Linked DNA regions of Sus scrofa: region 2 is linked to region 1. The links are chromatin contacts, called in public Hi-C maps. All regions are on one chromosome and are shown on one strand. The core of a region is the stretch at or near the end of the contact, and the rest is flanking DNA. Distances in the headings are between cores, read along the strand shown.

The links. Hi-C and Micro-C count contacts between places; a contact is called where the count stands out from the background.
Region 2: a Hi-C map of retroperitoneal adipose tissue shows a contact between it and region 1, with 2.6 times the contacts expected there. A contact is called at or near these places in 13 of 47 Hi-C or Micro-C datasets (embryonic fibroblasts, epiblast stem cells, fetal heart ventricle and 8 more) and 1 of 2 datasets of targeted methods (skeletal muscle).

The regions. Positions count from the first base shown.
Region 1 is chr5:3,220,771-3,228,083 of Sscrofa11.1, forward strand. TRMU (mitochondrial tRNA-specific 2-thiouridylase 1) reads right to left here and starts at 3,612. Exons shown (of 10, transcript XM_021091375.1): 1 at 3,462-3,612. The coding sequence starts at 3,543. GTSE1 (G2 and S phase-expressed protein 1) reads right to left here. Exons shown (of 12, transcript XM_021091376.1): 12 at 7,043-7,313.
Region 2 is chr5:3,501,691-3,509,047 of Sscrofa11.1, forward strand. LOC110260613 (a long non-coding RNA gene) reads right to left here. Exons shown (of 3, transcript XR_002343852.1): 3 at 5,532-6,218. Among named protein-coding and RNA genes, the nearest start is that of WNT7B, 16 kb to the right of the region's middle.

The sequences.
Region 1 (7,313 bases), core at 2,362-4,861:
AGGTTAAGGATCCAGCATTGTCGCTGCAGCGGCTCTGGTCACTGCTGCGGCGTGGGTTCGCTCTCTGGCTCAGGAGCGTCCACACGCCACAAGTGCCGTCAAAAAAAATTGAGGGGGGCTTGTTTTACTCTAAGAGCTGTCCTCTCTATATATTTTGAGACTTATTTTTTCCCTTTTCCGAGACCAACTTCAGCGCTGCACAGGTGCCCACCACCTATGAGAAATCTGTTTCTTTGGGGTAAAGGCTCAATGCAATCAAAGACAGGGCATCTGGCTGCAAAAGGTTTAAAATGGTCTCCAGAAAACAGAGATTCAGTGACAGAGCTTTGCCAAAACTAAAACGCCACATGGAGAACGACCCCCACCCCAGCAGGCGACAGGCCCCCCCCCCTGCCTCCCAAACCCCCCGACTCTGCTTCTCTTACAGCGCAAAGCACGCTGGGCTCCAGCACTGCCGGCCAGTGGCCCCCAGCCCCTCACTAGAGCACCGAGCCACCCCCTCTGACCACAGGCGCTGCTGCGTCTCAGCCAGCCATGTCCCCGGTGTCCAGCACCAGAACAAGAGCTTAACAGAGCACACATACAACTCCACACCCAGCGCTTTAAAAATCCCCTCTCCTGGAGTTCCTACTGTGGCTCAGCGGGTTAAGAACCTGACTAGTATCCATGAGGATGCGGGTTCAATCCCTGGCCTCGCTCAGTGGGATAAGGATTTGGCTTTGCAGCAAGCCAAGGTGTAAGTCACAGATGCAGCTTGGACCTAGCACTGCTGTGGCTGTGACATAGGCTTGTGGCTATGGCTCCAATTCCCCCCTAGCCTGAATATGCGTGGTGCAGCCCTAAAAAGACCAAAAAAAAAAAAAAAAGATAAAGAAATCCCCTCTTGTGCAGCCTCACCTATCTCCTCATCTTTCTCCCGGAGATGTGACCCACTTGCAAGCGCACGGCCTCAGGCAGTCTAGGATGGGACTGGAACACCTTGCCTGCCCCAGGAGCACACGACAAAACGTGCGCCTCCAGCGAGACTGGGAAAGACCTGGAGGCCAAGCAGAGAGGACCAGGCTTTCTTCTGCTACGTCCATCGGCTTCCCCATGGGAGCAGGAAGGCCCAAGGAAGCTGGACTATCTGGGCTCCGAGGAGGAGGCGCGCTCACCTTCCTAATGGACGCAGTGTCCCGCGTCTCCCCCGACACGTCCCGGCCCCGTCAGAGGACGCTGCACTGCCACCCGACACGGCCGGGTATCTGACAGAACTCGCTCCCTAACCGGGGCTCAACCCTGCCCCCACCCTCCTCCCCTTCCACCTGCCTCTGGCCAGACCTGGCCGACACCTTCGTGTCTCTGGCTTCTGCCCTGTGCTGGCTCGGCCAGATGTGCTCTCCTCCTCACGTCACGACTCCGGATCTTTGCTCAGTGAAATCCTACTCTTCCTCCAAGTCCTGTAACCACGGCTTTGGGACGAGTCCAGGTCTCCCAACTTCCAGGTCCTGCCCTAATTAGCCCTTCTCTGTTCCAAACTCAAGCTTTTGGTGTGGCCTCCCTGGACATGGGTCTGACAACAGTCTCAGCTCAAACACCACCACCTCTGTGACCTGTTGATCCAACCTTCCTCACAATTATGTACGCTTACAGTCTGCCTGTACTTCTTTTTTTTTTTTTTTGGCTTTTTTTGGCTTTTTTTGTCTTTTTAGGGCCACACCTGCGGCATGTGGAGGTTCCCAGGCTGGGGGTCCAATCGGACCTGTAGCTGCCGGCCGACACCACAGCCACAGCAATGCCGGATCCTTAACCCACTGAGCAAGGCCAGGGATTGAACGTGCAACCTCATGGTTCCTAGTCAGATTCATTTCCTCTGCGCCACAACAAGAACTCCTGCCTGTACTTCTTTTTTTTTTTTCTTTTTTTTTTTTTTTTGGCTTTTTGCCGTTTCTTGGGCCGCTTCCGCGGCATATGGAGGTTCCCAGGCTAGGGGTCTAATTGGAGCTGTAGCCACCGGCCTACACCACAGCTCACAGCAACGCCGGATCCTTAACCCACTGAGCAAGGCCAGGGATCGAACCTGCAACCTCATGGTTCCTAGTCGGATTTGTTAACCACTGCATCACGATGGGAACTCCTGCACTTCTGATTAACACTTATTAAACCTTTTGTAACAGATATGGTTGTTAATAATATGAACGAATAGCCACGACTAGTTTTGGTTTTGTTTTGTTTTTTCCCACTTTTTAGGACTGCACCTGCGGCATATGGAAATTCCCAGACTAGGGGTCCAATCGGAGATACAGCTGTCCGCCTATGCCAGAGCCACAGCAACTCGGGGTCTAAGCTGCATCTGCGACTCACACCACATCTCATGGCAACGCTGGATCCTTAACCCACTGATCAAGGCCAGGGATCAAACCTGCATCCTCATGGATACTAGTCAGGTTTGTTTCTGCTGTTTTTCCGAGTGCCTAATATGCACTGTGCAAACTTGCTATATGTGCTGTTACTTAATACTTCAGTGACTCTGGGAGGTAGGCATTTGACAGGGAGAGCTTAAGCCACGTGTCCCAGGTCGGGCACCTCCCATCCACGCTGCATTCGGAGTCTCCAGCACGGCTCACAGCAGAGGGTCCACAAGCGTCACTAGGTGTGTGCGAGGCCTCACAGTGAGGGAGGGCCACACACATGGAGAATATCCCCAGGCAGTTAATCTCGGCTGGAGGCACCCTTTGGACGCCTGAGAAATACAAGCGCTTTTGCACAGAAATCTGCCATCCATTCAATGGAGAACATGGACATGGTTTAACAAGTAGACTGGGAGTTCCCCTTGTGCAGCAGCGGCAACGAAGCCCATTAGGAACCATGAGGTTGAAGGTCCCATCCTTGGCCTCGCTCAGTGGGTTAAGGATCCGGTGTTACCGTGAGCTGCGGTGTAGGTCACAGATGAGGCTCGGATCCGGTGTTGTTGTGGCTGCGGTGTAGGCCGGGGGCTGCAGGTCCGATTGGACCCCCAGCCTGGGAACCTCCACATGCCGCCGGTGCTGCTCTAAAAAGCAAAATAAATAAATAAGCAGACTGCCCGTCGGTATTGTCGCACACGCTGCTGACGGTCCCTTCGTCTATCGTAAGGACAAGGCCCTCGACGGAGGCTGCTGTGTCCGCAGAGGTCAGCGCCGCTCACGTCTGCGCCCGCCCCTGGCTAAGTGCGGACGCCGCCGCCGCCGCCATGACCCCGCGCGCTGGGTCAGGGAAAAACGCGGTGCCCTCAGGTCGGAGATCCACCCTCCACGGCGTCGGTTACGGGGCCCGACTGCCCCGGCTGCCGTCGCGCGCTCTCCCGACGCCCAGGCAGAGGAAGAGGGGCCGGGGCGCCACAGCGAGGACCCGGGTCCCACAGCGCCCCACGCACAGCTGAGACGGGGCGCCACCCAAGGCCCGCGGGACGGGGCAGGACTCCCGAGAAGGGGCCACCTCACCTCTCCGCCTCAACAGCAGCGCGGCCACCGCGCTGTCCACCCCGCCGGACAGGGCGCACACGACGTGCCGCGCCGCCTGCATCTGAGTGCTGCCAACCTGCTCCACTGCCGCCGCTGTCGCCGCCGCCGCTTCCGCGCCGCGCCGGAAGGCCCGCCCCCGGCGGCGCGCGCAGATGAGGCCCGGCCGGAAACGCGTGCTCGTCGTCCGGCGTTCCGCTCGGCGGGCCAGTCCCCGGGGTCCCCTCGGAGGCGGGGTCTCTGCCCACGCCCAACGCCCTCCCCGCTCCGTTCCCGCCTCCTTGGTGAGCTGGTGTCTAGCGCGCCCGAACCGTGAGGCGCAGGCGTGTGTGTCTGTGCGTCTGCGTGCGTGGTTCGCGGCTGTGCTCCCAGCACCCACAGGCGTGTGCGGCTTAGGCGGGCGCCCTGTAGACAGGCTGGTAAACGAAAGGCCCTGAGGTTGAGCGAGGTTCTGCTGGAAGGGGGGTCAGGGTTTAGCTAATGAGGAAAAAAAGAATAGCAAGCGGAGGGCCTCGCCCAAAGGCCCTGGGCCTCGGGGACGGTGTAGGGCCAGGCCGCGAGGCCATCCTCGTGAAGTTCCTAGAAGATGTTCGCGGCTGCGCTGTGGACAGGGGCTGAGGCCTGGCTAGGAGGTCACGACCCCAGCCGTCTGGGAAGGAGGTGGTGGAGACAGAAAGATGCGTGTTCGGACGTAAAATCTATAGCCCTTGCTGGTGGGATGGACATGGGGGATGAGAAAGAGGATGGAGGAGTTGATGATATTGTCTTGAGGGGTGTTCTCTGAGGACCAAAGGGGCCGGCGAGATCAGCTTCACCGTGTGAGCTGCACTGGGGATGCGCCTCCGGAGATGCGTCTGTTCCTGCAGGAATAAGCGAGGCTGGGAGTCAAGGGGAGCCTGCACCTAGGAACATTCGCTGAGCCTAATAGAAGGGTGTGGGAAGGGAATCGGGTGTAGAGGAAAGCAAAGAGGCCCAGCTAGGAGACCTTGATGAAGCCGAGCTGGCTGGAGGTCCAGTGACTGGGCGAGAGGCTGGGACAGCGAGGAGGGGGCCGTCAGTGTGGTCAGGATGACACAGCTCAAACCAAGAGTGCCACAGGCCTCCGAGGACTTTGGGATTTGGTTTGACCCCAGAGGCTCCGGTCCACGTGTGCAAGATACAGGCATTTGTTAAACCAGTGGCTCAACTTTTTCGACTTCAACTCACAGTCACAATTTACAGGGCAGCCCAGAGGACGCGCCACCCTGTAACATATGTACAGAAAAAAACATCTGGGAACATTTCTTACCCTCGCAGTGGGCTGTGTACCTGTTATTTCTCATTTCATTCTTTTTCACGTTTAAAAACTTGGTGCACGTCACCGTGTTGATTTCAGGTAGGATTTGAACCATCGTTTGAGAACAGCAGGGGAGGAAATGCACTCCAAATGCAGATGGTTTTTGATCACACACACACCCCAAAGCTTAGCATTAAAATCACATTGGTTTTGGAGTTTCTTTCATGGCTCAGCAGTAATGAACCCGACTAGAATCCACGAGGATGTGGATTCGATCTCTGGCCTCGTTCAGTGTTAAGCATCCGGTGTTGCCACGAGCTGTGGTGTAGGTCACAGACACAGCTCGGATCCTGCGTTGCTCTAGCTGTGGGGTATGCAGGCAGCTGCAGTTCAGATTTGACCCCTACCCTGGGAACTTCCATATGCCATGGGTGCGGCTCTAAAAAAAAACCCATTGATTTCTTAACAGTTTCTTAAAAGCTTCACAGCGGCCGTACTTGTCTAAATGTGGATAATTATTAAGGCAAGTCATTTTTTTGAGAATATGAATAATTTCAAGAGCCTGGAGTGAAATGAGGAAAGCCCCAAGTCCCCAGTTCTGACACAAGAAGCAGGAACTGCCAACTGGTGGTACATCAGGGCCACCGGTGCGGAGAGCAGTGAGTTCCGTGGTCGGCGATGGACACGGCCCCTGTAGGAAGCAGAGCAAGGGCTCTTTTTCCAGAAGAGTAAGGATGAGGGCGCAGCAGGCCCTGGTTACCCAACGCGCTCTGGGGACCTCCTCCTATCTGTTTGAAGAGACAGGGTTCCTGCCGTCCTGCCCGGGGACCCTTGTAGATGGGACAGCGCACCGTGGCCCCCAGGAGAGCTTGGCTGCTCCCGAGGAGTCTGCGGGAGGGGAGGGCCCCAATGAGAGGAGCCGGGGAGGAGGAGGGGCCCAGCTCAGCCCCCGCGTGGACTGCCCGCCCCAGCCCGCTTGCTCCCTCCCTCCCAGCAAACGCTGGACGATGCGTGAGCTTTGCGCCCCCTAGCGGCGACCCCCGCTGAAATGCAGCCTGCCTCGTGCTTGTCTCCACATATGCTGGTTGAATGAGTGAATGCAGTTCCAGGTTTTGGGGGAGGCGGCCCTGCTGGCATCGAACCTCTGGTTTCCTGGGACGCCTCCTTGGGGACTCATGTCCGAGCACCGCCGCCTTCACAGGTGAAGCTCTGGCTCCAGGCGCAGCGGTGCGGTCCCTGGTGCTCACCTGTCTGCCCCTGGTACCGCGGGAGCGGCCGTCCCAAGTGATGCTGCTGTGCGTTGCTGACACGAATCAACCAGCTCCCCGCCCCCAGCCTGGTGCGAACAGAGGTCCCCTGGTTTCATGTGGGGAACACTGGACCCCAAAGCCGGTCCAGTTAGCAGCTTTTCTACTGTTTGCTGTGAAGCCACTGAACTAAGACTGAGAAATTTCCTCATTAAATAATAGGCGTTCCTGCTGTGGCGCAGTGGGTTAAGAATCTGACTGCAGTGGTTGGGTCGCTATGGAGGCACGGGTTCGATCCCCAGCCCAGTGCTGTAGCTGCAGCTGGATTCGATCCCTGGCCCTGGAACTTCCATATGCCTCTGGTGCGGCTGTACAATAAAAAATAAGGTAGTTCCCGTTGTGGCTCAGTGGGTTAAGAACCTAATGTTATTTCCGTGAGCACGCAGGTTCTATCCCTGGCCTCGCTCAGTGGGTTAAGGATCCGGCGTTGCCGTGAGCTGTGGCGTAGGCCGGCAGCTGCAGCTCCAATTAGACTCCCCGCCTGGGAACTTCCATTATGCCACAGGGGTGGCCGTTAAAAAAGTAAAATTAAATTAAAACAAAGGATCTCTGTGGATTAGTGACTTCCAGGCTAGCTGTTTTTAGCAGATACTAAGTTAGAAGGGTTCCACAGGCCATGACCCTGCTGGCCTCCACCAGGGGCGCTGCTACAGCCAGCGGTCCAGCCTTCGGATAAGCCCCTCGTTCCCACGCTTCCCCCTCCGTCCTGCACCCCACCTCCTGGAGCGGCCTCCTCCTAAGGGAAGCTCTGGAACCCATCTCGCCACCGTCACCTGGGTGCCCACTGAAAGCACAGGACACTAGGCCTGCCCCAGACCTGGGGGTGGGGCGTGGGATCTGCATTTAAACCAATTTTTATCCACACTAAATTCTGAAAATCACTTTTGTAGAAAGAAAGTTTGGATAATATAAACCGAGCATGCTGACTAGTAATAAAAATAGCTATGCATGTTTGAAAATCAAGATAAACATCCAGATAAGCTTTAATACATTTTATTTTACAATTTAACTTAAACCTGGAATATTTAACTTTTCATACACACTTAATTTTAAAAATAGCCACTTGCTATTTTACGTACAAAAGATTCCAAACAAATTCTTCACCTAGAGCCACTGCAGCTCCTCGCTCCTGCGGGTGTGGCGGGCGTGGGAACAGGAGCTCCTGGCCAGCAGTGACCTCAGGTGGCCAACACCCTGGATCCCACAGCCCCACTCCAGGCATGGCCACTTCACTTAGATGTTTGTGTTTTC
Region 2 (7,357 bases), core at 316-2,815, 280 kb after region 1:
GCAGCTGCGTGGAGGGGTCATAGCCCACAGCTGGCACCCCGTGAGCCAGGCACCTGCAAAAAATTCCAGATCCCAGCCCTTGGGCCACCTCCAGTGAGGAGTTCCGTGTGCCTGATTCGAACCCTGGGCCCCGGGAGTCCCCAAGGGTAATAAATGGCCATGAGAAGCCTCTGTCTGTCGGGGGGACCTGTCAGCAGCTAACCAGCACCTGGAACAAAGGTCATGGGTTGGCCCTGGCATCTTTGCGAGGTCCCTTGGACCGCGGTGCTGAACTGCCACCTTCTCTCCCAGTGACACCTTCTGACCTGCAGGGAGCAGGCCCTGGCCTGGGCAGTGGCCGGGGGTGGGGTGGGGGGACCGAGGTGGCAGCGCCCTGGGGTCAGGCAAGTCCTCCAGCACGGGCCCAGCATCCAAGGCACCCTGCTGGGATGATGGGGCGACGAGGCCACAGCCCAGGGCTCACAGGATCAGGGGGTCGCCCGAGAAGAGCGAGCACACAGGGCTGTGGGCTGAAATCAGCGTCCGAAGCTGCGGGACTGCATCCCAGAGACACTCAGCCCCGCCCGAGCACGCGGGAGGGCCTCTCTCCTTCGCCTCCCTGTTTGTGCGGTGGGGGGAGTGACGGGTGCTGGACTGGGCTATTGTCAGGTGCATCAAGGTACACGGACCAGCAAGGCTGTGGGCCCGGCAGGGGCCACCACACCCCAGCAGCCTGACCTGGGCTTTCACCCGGAAGCCCCAAAGCCTAGGCCAGGTCTGGCCCAAGCGGTTGCTCAGAACGTGTATAGGATGGAAGGAAAGTCACACAGACCCTGAGTCCCATGACACCAGGAGGGAGTCCTGGATTAAGACCTGACACCCTGGAGCTCCCGTCGTGGAGCAGTGGTTAACGAATCCCTCTAGGAACCATGAGGTTGCGGGTTCGGTCCCTGCCCTTGCTCAGTGGGTTAACGATCCGGCGTTGCCTTGAGCTGTGGTGTAGGTCGCAGACGTGGCTCGGATCCCGCGTTGCTGTGGCTGTGGTGTAGGCCGGTGGCTACAGCTCCGATTAGACCCCTAGCCTGGGAACCTCCATATGCCGAGGGAGCAGCCCAAGAAAAGGCAAAAAGACAAAAACAAACAAACAAACAAAAACACCTGACACCCTCTGACTCTAAGCATAGAGGAGTTATTTGTATAAATCTCCACTTTCCCTTTTTGCCTTGGCTGCTGGGGAGCTTTGAACGAAAGCTGCGAGCTCATCCCTGGCTCCACTTGGAAACTCCTCCCTGCCCTTGCCTTCCCTTCTTTCACCTCCACGTTTAATGCCATGTCCTGCGGCATCTTTGTTGTACCCCCAATCCCTTCTGGGCAAGTGACCCCTGATTCCCTCCTTTGGGCTTCTCAGCCCCACAGCCCTTTAGATGTCCCCACCCCTCAATGATATGGAATTCTGTCCTTGGGAAACAGGCCAGCAGGGCCTGGGATGCTCACGCCCTTGGCTTGGGCCCAAATCCCTGCTCCTCATCTCATGGCGGTGTCAAGGCTCCCCTCTCATGGGCGGTGTCAAGGCTGCCCCTCCACCCATGGGCTTGTTGCCTTGGAGGTCAGAGCATCATCAGAGGCTGCAGGATGGAAGACCCAGCACGCAGCACAGGGGCGGCGGCCGGTGTCACTTCTGTTTCTCCTCCTGATCTGATTCTTGGCCTGGTCCCCAGGCTTCTGAGTGCAGAAGGCAGGAAGCGCATAGCAAAAGTACCCACGCACCCCCACTGCTAAGCTTTCGCCTCTTTTCAGAGACAGTGCCCTGCAGGCACCCCAGGCTTCTGTCCCAAGGAAGTCAGTCTAGGCAAGAGGCAGGATGATGGAAAAAGTCTGGGGGCTGTGAGAGCCTTGGGGGGAAAGAGGTGCATCAGGAGAGGCTGCCTGGAGGAGGGGGCCTCTCGGCCCTTGCAGCTGCAGCCCAGGGTGCGTGCCATGGGGACCAGGGGACACTACGCGTTCCCAGGTCTGACCTCTGCACTGGCCCACCCACCAGCCCCTGCGCTTGGTGTCTAAGGTCCAAGGTCCCTTGGGCCCAGGGCTGGGTACCTGAGAACTGGACCATTCTCCTCCAGGGTGGGGTGGGGGGGCTGTGGCCACCTTGGAGTCATCTCACTTGTCGGTGGGATCTTAGCTTTCTCCCCTCTGTCCAGGCTGAGAGGGGACCAGGCAGTGGGGTTGTCACTCCCCAGCTGGTTGAAGAGGTGATTATGGGGACAGCTGAGTGGCCAGAAGGACAGGGAGGGGGCCCCAGCCTGGGGGGCTCCAGCCCCCTCGCTTTAGGATCGGGGTGGCCCTGGGGCAGGGCTGGGGGCTGGTGGCTTGCCCTCTCCCAATCCCACCATCCAGGGCTGTGAGCCGTGGGTGGAGGCGGAGGCGGGTGTGCGGGGGCCTGGGCGGCCTCTGCGCAGCTGTGGAGCCGGGTTCACGGTCCCCAAGGCCCCGCCCGCCTGGGCAGGAGCCGCTTCCGGCCGGCCGCGGGGCAGACAATGCGCTGGCGTGGGGAAGGGTGGCCCCGGGCCAGACCCCCCCCCCCCCATCTCAGCCACACAGGAAGCCGGAACTCAGAAGAGAGCGTGTCCTGGAATGAACCCGCCGCCAGCCGCTGTGATTTAGGCGCCAGATTCCCAGAGGAGGTGCCTCCAGCTGAAACAGACTGATTCCTTTCAGCCTTAAAATGACAAGAGGCCCTTGGCCCCTGCCTGGGAGGTGGGGTGGGGGACGTCAGAGGATCTCAGCCTCCTGCCTGCCCTCTCCTGCCGCCCTTGCCCTCGGCCCTGCACAGCGGCTGCCTACTGCCGGGCCTTGGCACTGGCTGTGCCCTCTGCCGGCCGCTTGCTTCCAGGCCCCTGCAAGGCCGCTTCCTCCTGGTCTCAGCGCCGGCGGCCTTCCACGGCGGCTACTCTGTCGGGGGTTCACCTGCTGTCCGCCCGCCCCAACAGGCTTGAACCTGTGCTGGGACCTGCCTGATGGGGTCCCTGCTGGATCCAGTGGGACCGTGGACGAGCTCCCCAGAGCCCCCCACCCCACTTGCTCCGGGCTCTGCTCTCGCATCCCCCAGCCCCTGACCCCCTGTCTGTGCGCCTCTGTGAAGCCGTACCCCTATGCTCTCATCTCCGTGGTTTCCCAGCCCTGGAACCAACCCCTGCAGGAAGGCAGGGCCACCGCAGGAGCCCCGCTGTGTCCTAGCCTGGGCCGTAGGCGACAGCTCTCCAGGTGGATACCTGGGGGCCAGCCCACAGACCCCTCTGCTCTCTCTGGGGTCGGGGCCCTGGCAGCTGGGGGCAGGGCATGCCAGTGATGGGTGGAGGTCAAAGCCACTGATGGCCCCCCGCCTCTGGGACCCCAGGCCTGGCTCCCCAACAGGACCCGGCCCAGCCACGAGGCCTGCGGGCCAGGAGGCTGCCACTGAGCCGATGGGAGGAGCCGAGAGCCAGAGACTCAGGGTTCAGAGAGCGGAGCTGCCCCTCCTGAGCCCAGCTCCGTGCACAGACCACCCCCCAGGCCCCCAGGCTCAGCCCCCTGCCTGCGGTCCCCAGGCCTCAGCACCCGCCCAGGCCCAGCCACACGGCTCCCCAGGGTCCTGGCTCACTTGGCGGGAGGCGCTGCCTCGGGAAGCCCCCCGGGACTCTCTGGCTCTGAGACTTTGCCTCCCACCTGCACGGGGCGGTGTGTGCAGCTCCCCTGGCGTTTGTCTCCTGCCAGATTTGGCTTCATGTTTGGGTTTTTTTTGCCAAGGGAAAGGTGCTACGTTTCTGCTTATTCCTGTAGCTCCAAAACTTTCAGTGGGGACGCTGGTACCTAGACGGCCTCATGATGTGGCTACATAGGACGGCTGAGTGAGTGAGCTGGGACACAGCACAGTCCCCAGTCCTCAGAGAGTGAGTGGGTGTGTGTGTGTGTGTGTCTCTGGGTGTGTCCGAGTGTGTGTCTCTGTGTGTCTATGTCTGAGTGTGTATCTGAGCTTGTGTGTGTGTCTGAGTATGTCTGTGTTTGTTTCCGTGTGAGTGTGTCTCTGAGTGTCTGAGTTTGTGTGTCTGTGTTTGTGTGTTTCCGTGTGTGTCTCTGAGTGTCTGAGTTTGTGTGTGTGGACGTGTCTCTGTGTGAGTGTCTGGGGGGGCCACCCTGCCTGGGCGCCCCCCCACTCTGGAGCACGTTAGACCCCGCACCTGCTCTGCTGGCCAGCTCACCCTGGCCCTCATGCCTCTGGAAGCTTCCTGGAGGTACCAGTTTCTCCCTACCCGCTGCCTCTGTGGCTGCCCTTGACACCGGGGGTGTAGGTTGGCTCTGGGCTGTCTCCCCCGACGCTGAACTCCTCAAAGGCAGAGCTCAGTGTATATTCGCCATCAAAAGACGTGAAGCGTGAGACACCCCGTCAGGCCACCAGGAGGCTAAAGGAATCATAATAATAAAGCCGAAGGGAAAATAGCAGGAGAGGAGAGACTGGGGCCCTGGCGATGGGGTGACCTTACTGGTCGCTGTGGACAGCAGTTTGGTGTCCTCAAAGCCAGGCATGGTCTGTGACCTGCAGGCCCCCTGCGGGGCGTTTCCCAGGACACAGAGGGCAGGGCCGAGGCCCACGCCCACGGCCACAGCAGCCGGTCCCTCGGCGGCAAATGGAAACTCCGCCGTCCACCAGGCGAGAATGGAAAAGCACAAGGGTGACCCGCCCACCACGCCTACCCAGCCCCTGGCCTGGGCTGGCCTCTGCTGTGGCCCGTTCTGTGCCCCCACCCCCAACCGCCCAGAGGGCAATTCTGGGGCCGTAAGTGGCCTCTGAGGCCCCTGGGGACCCTAGACCCAAATCCTTTCCTCATCTCTCCCCGGGGCCGTCGGGCCTAGGTCTCCCCGCCTGGGGTGATGCACCCAAGCCCTCCCCAGGCTCTCAAGCATCCTCCCCGCAGCCCCCCAGGTCCCCTTCGGGGGGACCTGCCGGGGTCACAGGCCTCCATGTGTCTCTCCCTCCAGTGTCCTTCCGCACCGCGGGTACCACGGCCGCATCCTTTCCTGGTCGCAAAGCGCCCTCTGGTGGAACTGCTGGGGGTGGTCGGGACTCAGGAGGCACCCAGAACTGGGGGGACCGGGGGCTGCCTGGGTTCAGAGACCTGGCCACGTGAGTCCTGGACGACAAGGGCGGGGAGCACAGTGGGCGGGGTGGGGGAAGGGCGGAGACCTCTGACTTCTCCCGGATGTTGTTACCGTCCCCACAGCACCGATGGGACCCCGAGGCCAGGGAGGGAGATGTCCCCAGGCCTCCGACCCCAGGAACCCATTTCCTCCTGCTCACTTCTGTCCCCAGGCCAGGCCGTCCTCGGCCAGGGCGCCCTGGGGGCAGGCGGGCTGGGGTCGCCTTCAGGGCTCAGGGCCTCCCACCTCTCCACCCGCCCCAGAGGGGAGACCCCTTCCCTCCAGCACAGAGCCAAGGGGCCCCAGGTGAAGCTCAGGTGGAGCTGGGAGGGGTGATTTGAGATGTACGATGAGAAATATCTGTTAGACAGAACGCTGTAAATCAACGAGACTTTAATAAACAAATTTAAAAAAAAGAAACGTATGTTTGGTCTTTGTCTCACCCTCACCTGTGGCAAAGCGCTCCAAAACCTTTTGGAATTTTCAAAGAGGGTCTTTTGTGATGTTAATGAGGGGACTTTGGGGAGCGCACCTAAGAATGGGGGCTGGTCACCAGATGAACCAATCAAATGAGCAAAGAGAAGTACGAGTCCCGCCCCCACCCCATCCCACCTGCAGGGAAGGGAGGCTGGAGGTTGAATCCGCTGTCGGTGGCCAATAATTTAATCGCTGCCGTTAAGCAATCATGCCGAAGTCTTAGCGCCTCCACAGGAACCCAGAAAGGATGGGGTCCGAGAACTGGGCTGACGCGGCCCCCCGGCCCTCCCCCACACCGCGCCCGGGCCCCTCTCCCGTCCGATGTTCTTGAGTTGTGTTCTTTTATTTCAACCTGTGATCGAGCAGATGAAGGGTTTTCTGTGAGCTGCTCTAGCAAATTCATCCCGCCCAAGGAGGAGGGTGTGGCTGGAACCTCGGACCTAGAGCCAGCACATCAAGCGCTGGTGACAACCTGGACTTGCAACTGGTGAGGTGGTCTCGTAGGGTGGAGACCCCTCACTTGTGGGCTCCAATGCCATCTTTGGGTAGACCGTGCCAGCAGTGACTTGAACTGTCGGACATCCAACCGCTTGCTGGGGAAAGAAGCGCCCCCATCAGAATCGGGTGCAGAACGCTTCCAGAATAACTGGGTCACCTAACAGCCCCCAACACCCGCCTCAACCTCCCCCACTACCGCCTGGGAGCATGAGGCTGAAGTGGGTGGAGCTCGTGTGGGGACAGTAACGTGAGTGGACAAATCCAAGTTCAAAACTGGACCCTGTGTGCGGAGAAGAGATGTCCCTTCCTTTTATTCCCTGAAGGACCCCGCCATTGGCTCCATGACCATCACAGCACCGTCACCCCCACCCGCCTACTGGCCAGGGCAGCCTGCTCAGTGGCCATCGCTGGGCAGCCCACAGGAGTCCCGGCCACGTGGTCATGGCCAAGGCACCCCTCCGGACTCAACAAGTGCAGACAAGTCCTCATCCAGGATCTGCCCAGAGGCTTCTCCTGGAGGGCCAGAGACAGACGGCGCGGTGCCATCTAGGTGAAATGGGAGGGCAAAGGGGCTGCGGGGACCGGTGGGAGAGGGGAGCATCTAAGGCTTTCTGGGACAACCTGGAGGGCGCCCTGGAGGAGGTGCTGGTCCCTGCACTGGGGTGAAGAGGGGTTTCAGGAGACTTCTGGTGAAGGTTTGAGGGCGGGAGACCTAGGCAATGCCTAAAATAGAGCATGAGGGGTCTCCTAGGGTGGTCTGTGTGGCTGGAGGGGGTGGTGGGAGCTGGGGTTAGGGGCTGAGGGCAAGTAGGTTCGGTGAGGGTGGGGTACATGCAGGCTCCCTTGGGGGCGGGCAGGCATTGTCACATTGTCACCCCATTTTGCAGATCAAACACCCCATTTTTTTTTTTAGGGCCACACCCGAGGCATATGGAAGTTCCCAGGCCAGGGGTCGAGTCAGCGCTGTAGCTGCTGGTCTACACCACAGCCACAGCAATGTGGGATCTGGGCTGTGCCTGCGACCTACACCACAGCTCACAGCGATGCCGGATCCTTAACCCACTGAGCGAGGCCAGGGATTGAACCCGTGTCCTCATGGATGGTAGTAGGTTCATTACCTCTGAGCCATGACAGGCACTCCCATGCCAGTGAAGTTTTGAATGGAAGCCACTTGCCCAGTGCCGTAGAGGAGGTCCGGTCTTTGGCCTCTGCATTCTGCTGAGCAGGCAGGTGC